Linked DNA regions of Rattus norvegicus: region 1 is linked to region 2. The links are chromatin contacts, called in public Hi-C maps. All regions are on one chromosome and are shown on one strand. Each heading gives the region's core, a stretch centred on a gene start, on an enhancer-like site or on the middle of the called end of the contact. The rest is flanking DNA. Distances are from core to core; before and after follow the strand shown. Region 1 holds the start of Ssbp2 (single-stranded DNA binding protein 2). Region 2 holds the start of Atg10 (autophagy related 10).

Region 1 (3,142 bases), core at 207-2,706, 250 kb after region 2:
GCATTTTTATGATCCTACTGCTAAATGCTTAAAGCTGTGTGCAATCGAAAGGTATGCTTCCTCATTTGAATGTCATTTCCTTTCCTTAACATAACCGTTCCTCCTCCTCCTCCTCTATTCATCCCTTTCAGAGGTCTCCGTGTCCTACCCCAATGGCACCTCTCTTCCCCTGTCACCTCCCATTTGAAGCTCATCTCTTCTCTCAACCCGATTTCTACTCTGATTTTACAGCCAAGGATCTTTAACAAAATAAAGGATGGAGTCTATCAAAAACCAGGTTGCGTGTGTCTTGAGAAACTTTTGCGCATTCACTGAAATGAGATTAGGGACTTGGATCCAAAAATATTCTCGGGGAGTTTTCAGCTTGGGCACAGCTTTGCACACCTTGAGCTCTGGGGCCTATTCTGCTGGGCAAATACAGGGATGTCTTTCAGGGCCCTCTCTGAATCTTTCCAGTCCAAGGGTCAAACCGAAATGACATTGCCCATCCAAACTATTAAAGCAGGCCAAGCAGAGAATACTTGGGCCCCGGGTCTGCGGCAGATCTTTGCAGAGTACTGACAAGGAAGGAGCCAAGGCCTTGGGCCACTACGATCCCAGGAGTAGGTCTCGTGGCCTCTTTGGGGGTGTGCTCCCCTCTTAGACAGGAGGACGACACTAGGTAGGGTGCTCCTTTGGGATGCAGGGCTTGACTTCAGAGCCGGCGACAGAACCTCGGCGGGCGCCCCAATGGGAGGCAGGCACAGTGCCTCCCGGGGAGAGACGGAGGCTCGCCCAGTCCTTGAGCCAGAAGGTCGAGGGTTCAGAGCGGGCGTCCCCGGCCTGCTGGCCCTCCGGGAACGGGATCGGGGCGACACCCCAGACAGGAGGGATGAGATCAACCGCGGGGAACGGCGCGGGGAGTCTGGCCGGAGAGGAGCGGGAGAGGAGGTTGGCGGGACACCGGTGCCGGGGCCGCGGGTCTGTCTGTGGACTCGCCGGGCGCCCCGAAGTCTGGGGCTGCCGCGACTCCCGTTCCGCAGTCGCTGCCAGGCACTCCAGGCCGCACTTTCCCCTCCTCCCCGCGCCTTCTCTCCAGTGAGGAGCCGGGCGCGGGCGGCGCGGGGGGCGGGGCGGCGGCGGAGGGAACAGCCAGTTGTTTAAAATCCTTCTAGAGCAGTTTCTAATTCCCCCCTAGCGCCCGGTTCGGAGGGGGAGGGGGGAAGGAGAGCGGGAGGGGGGAGCGCGGCGGAGAGGGAAGGAGGGAGGGAGGGAGGGAGGGAGCCGGGGAGGGAGGGAAGGAGGGAGGAGACTGCCGCTTAGGCCGAGCCGCCGCCGCGCGCTCCGGCAGGCCGGAGGGAGGGGAGGCCTGTCAGTCTCGCGCGTTGCCAGGGCGAGGAGGGCGGAGCTCTGGCGTGGGGCGGCCAATGGTGGGGGTGGCTGCGTGGGTCGCCATGGGGACGGGGCTGTTCCCGGGGAGGCTGTGATGGGTTGACAGGTGCGTGACAGTGGGAGCTGCTCTCGGCACAAGCATGTACGGCAAAGGCAAGAGTAACAGCAGCGCCGTCCCGTCCGACAGCCAGGCCCGGGAGAAGTGAGTGTCTCCGCGCCGCAGCCACCTCCGCCTTCGCACGCGCGCACACTCGCGCACGCACTCGCACTCTCCGGGAACCGCAGCCACACGGCCGCCCCACCGGGGGGAGCCGGGGGTGGGTTGCAGGGGGAGGCGCGGGGCGGGGGCGCGCGGCTCGGGGGAGCGGCCGCCTCCACGGGGGAGCCCCCAGGGCGGGTGGCCGCGGGCAGCCGGCGGCGGGAGGGACGCGCGTGGCGGGCGAGGGACGGCGGCGGCGGGGATGGAAACTTGTTTGGGTGGTTGAGGGGAACCACCCGCGGCTTCACCTCCTCGCAAAGTAACTTTGGAGCTGTGGTCCAGGACGGCCGGGCCGCGGCGCGCGGCGGGCCTGGGGGGCGCGGGCTGCGGGGCGCTGGGGTCCGGCGGGGCCGCGAGCGTGGAGAGGGGAGAGGGCGGCGGGCCGGGAGGGCGGAAGCGGGGCCCCACGGGGCGCGGAGGGCAAGTGCGGGCGTGGGCCGGGCGGGCGCAGAGACGCGGGTCCGCGGGTTCTCCCAGCGCAGGCCGAGCAGGCGGCCGGGAGGGCAGGCGGGCGGGCCCGGGGTGGCGGGGGAAGTTTGGGAGTGGGAGTGCCGAGTTCCCGGAGGGAGAGTGTGTGCTGGCCCGCGCGGGGTCGGCCGCGAGAGCTTGGCGCTCCTGTCTCTCGCCACACACCGGCTCAGCGGCGGCCCCAGAACTTTTTGAGACTTGCCGTGTCCCCGGGGGTGGTGGCCGCGGGCGCGGAGGGCAGGTCCCGTGGGCCGTGGCGGCGCCGCCGCGAGGAGGGCTGCCCCCGGCGTGGACCCGGCGCTGGTCGGCGAGGGGGCTGCGGAAGGGATGCTGGGCGCAAGCCGCTCGCCTGGGTCGTGGGGGATACAGGTGGTAACTTCGGTGGGAACCGGGAGTACGTTGGAGAACCCGGGTGCCAGGGTCGCGGCACGCTGCGGAGCAGGCTAGTTGGCTGCTATTCTTGTGTACTTGTAACGGCGATTTGGTTGTTACTAAAATGAGAGCGAATAGCGACTGTGACACCGAGGAAGAGCCCCCCCCCCCTTCCTATGTGCAGATGTTCAGACTGATTCCCTGTAGCTGGGTCTGCTGTGAGGGTCAAGCTTATCCTTGTCATTGAACACACTGTCTTGCTAAGGGGGCTCAGGCTGGGGGAGAGCAAGTCCTTCTCAGAGGTACTCTGGGTCTCTTGCATACAAAAACAGCTTGGTAAATAAATGTGTAGGCTACCGAGTTTCCCCCCCTTGCTTTGGGCAGTTAGTCATACCTTTGAAAGTTTGTTGTGCCCCAGGGAGGGGAACATGTTCTAATCTTCCTGTTGGCAGCCATACATACACAATTCCCTTAGGATTTAGAGGTGGCAGGCCTTGATGTTGGAAAACAAAACACAACAACAACAAAATTAATGGAGAGATGCCATTGGTCCCCTCATATCTTAAATATCTTGCTGTGACAAGGAATATAAAAAAAACATACAGTGTTTTATTGCCTGGTTAAGAAACTAGTTACTGGACTTGGAGTTCTAAAATATTACTGTGTACTTAT
Region 2 (2,887 bases), core at 285-2,784:
CTAGAGGCTGAGGCAATGGGATGGTGTGTTCTACACTAGACTGGACTCAGTAAGACCCTGTCTAAAATATAAACATGTGGGGATGGGGTGGTACAGTTGGCAGAGTGATTACCTAGCCTACACAAAGGCCTGAGTTCAATTCCCAGCATCACATAAACTGGGCATTATGATTAATACCCACAGAACTTGGGAAGTAGAGACAGGATCAGCTTAAGGTCAGTCCTAGCTGACAGGGAGCACAAGGCTAGCCTAACAGAGAAAACACAGGGAAAGATAGAATTTCTTTTAAGCATTGTCTTAGATACCCCCATTATGTACAGTAAGATCAGCTAATATTACCCTAATCTTGAAATATTCCATATTCAAATGAATCTACCTTAGAACTATTTGCGCTAGTTTCTTCCACTAAAATATACATAACAATTTTCCATTTGTTTTTGCTCACTGAGACAGGATCTGGTTGTGGTAGTGCAGGCTGGCTTCAAACTGGAGGTAGTTCTGCCTCCAGCTGTGACAGGCTGGGGACAGGCCATCGAGCTCAGGCGTGACAGCTTCTAAAACTTCTAAAACTGCTCTGTGAGATTTTTAACTCCCTGTTGCTATTTTTTTTTTCACTTAGGTCTTCATTCTGTGTCATTCTCTCCTGTCAACATCTGACCCTTTGGAAGCAACGAGGAGCAATGGTACCTGGAATCCTAAAACACACTTGAGTATGGCATAGAGTCTGTGTTCTCTAACCCTAACCATCATAAATGTTCACTCTCACCACCACAGTGGGGGCCACTGTCACATTATAATGACCCAAAGTAAGCCTTTGGAAAAGAACTGCTGCACTTGGAGAGAGCAAGCCAGCTGTCAAAGAGCGCTTAAAACATGAATACAGCACTGGTGAGAAGCTGATGGCTCCTGTAACCTGTGATGGAGTCTGTGGTCTCAGCTTCTCTGAGGAGAGGCTGAGGCAAGAGGCTCAAGGTTCGAGGACAGCCTGGCCCACATAGTAGCAAACACTGTCTCAAAAACAAACCCACAACTGTTCTAGTTGGCGACTTCCCCCCACCCCACCCCCTACAGTTGGAAACAATTTGCATCTTGCCGAAAACACAGAACATGGGGCTCCATTTTGATTCTGAAAAACATGTGACCACCCTGGGTGTTACTACCAAGATTTTCATAAGTATCACTACGGATAAAAGCATGGCTTCTATAAATCAGTCAACTAGTCCTTTATCTCCGACCCCCCACGTCCTGGTTTTATAGATCAATGGGGGGAAGGGGGGTTGTGTTGGCTGCAAATCTGAAAGCCTGCCAGTCACTTAACTTCCTTTGTTTCAAGGTCACGTGAGCACATTCCTAGCACAAGGTGGAAAGGTCGCCCAGGCGGCTCGCGCCCACCTCCCGGGCTTTTTGTCACGGGCGGGCCGCTCTGCCGCCCTTCTCGGGTCCCGGGAGGCGGGCGAGGGCTGCAGGCGGCTGCAGAGGCGCCGCCGTGGTTAGGTGTACTCACCCCGCTCGCTCGCCCTGACCTGGAGCCGGCGGCGCGCGGCGGGGCGGGACTGGGCGGGGCCGGGCGGCGGGAGCGGACCGGCGGAGGAGGAGCTCCGCCCGCGCGGCCGTGAGCCTGCGCGGTGGGGCCGCCCGGTGACGTCGCAGCGAGACCTTTCTGCAACCAGTTCGCTCACATCCATCACCTTCCCTGTCGGTGCTCTAGGCCAGACCAGGGCGAACCCGAGCCAGGGTACCTGCGCTCCCTTCCCACGCACAGTCATACTAGACGCCTAACTACAAACAAGCGACTTGTGACTAGTAGAGTGCGAGCAAGGGTGCGGGCCGCGAGTGTCCCCAAGAGCCTTGTCAGCTAAATGAGGTTCACTGCCACCCATTTAAAACAGGGCTGGGGCAAGAAGTTTGGAATTCGAGTGCTGATAACTGTACCATTTTCAGAACAAAAATCAGAAAATACCAGCCAGTAAAATGAAACCAAGGGGCAATGGTAGGACCATGGTAGGAGGAAAAGAGTCATAGGGGTCATGGGACAGATAGGATACCTCAGGGAAAGCGAGTCTGGTCCTTTAAACAGGAGAACATTTCTTAGAAAAGAAAGTAAACAGGCAAAATGAAAGCGCTGTCAGTTTTCAAATGTGAAGAAGGAGGCTTGGTCTTGAGCAAGTAGTGTAAGATTACCATGTTAAGTAGCTAATAAATTCCTGAGACTCTGAGTAATGTCTTCGCAATTTCCTGTAAGTCCATATTGTTTCGAAATAAGTTGATTGTGTGTGTGCGTGTGTGACTTTCTGTTTGTTTTTTGAATGGACAGAACACAGATCTGTGGTGACCACTGACAAAAGATGGGGTAAGGGCTAATTTTAAAAGGGGCTTAGAATATGGAAGGATGGTAGAACTCTTCTGCTTTTGATTGTTGGTTTTATTGATGATTAAACCACTATTTTGCCAAAACAAAAAACATTACATTTGGCCACACACAAAATAATTTTTAAAAAGTATTGTAAAGGGGGAAGGGGTAAAAAAAAAAAAGTATTGTAAAAATAAACTTCAACTAACTTTTTTGAGCGACTATTAGTTAATTGGTAACACCTAATTTAGTTAGTTAGTTAGTTTGTTTGTTTGTTTGTTAGACAGGAATGTATAGCATAGGCTAGCCTGGAACTGCAGACACTCCTACATCCACCTCTGAGTGTTAGGATTAAAGCCATCTTAATGTGCTTCTACTTGACCTGTTTGTTTGTTTGTTTTGAAGTATAAGAAGTTATTTGTAGGGCATGGTAGCTCATATTTATAACCCCAGCACCCAAGGAAGTAAATGTGGGTGGGGGATGGCAAGAGAATTTAAGAGCAGTCTGGGCTATACAGCAAATTCTAGGCCAGCCAA

Evidence for each region. Hi-C and Micro-C count contacts between places; a contact is called where the count stands out from the background.
Region 1: a contact with region 2 is called in a Hi-C map of kidney, with 3 times the contacts expected there. The contact joins the promoter of Ssbp2 here to the promoter of Atg10 in region 2. A contact is called at or near these places in 8 of 12 Hi-C or Micro-C datasets (the A7r5 cell line, the Rat2 cell line, Schwann cells and 5 more).

Annotation. Positions count from the first base shown.
Region 1 is chr2:24,384,968-24,388,109 of GRCr8, forward strand. It overlaps Ssbp2 (single-stranded DNA binding protein 2), which reads left to right and starts at 1,457. Exons shown (of 17, transcript NM_001399030.1): 1 at 1,457-1,573. The coding sequence starts at 1,512.
Region 2 is chr2:24,131,834-24,134,720 of GRCr8, forward strand. Atg10 (autophagy related 10) reads right to left here and starts at 1,535. Exons shown (of 8, transcript NM_001109505.1): 1 at 1,505-1,535.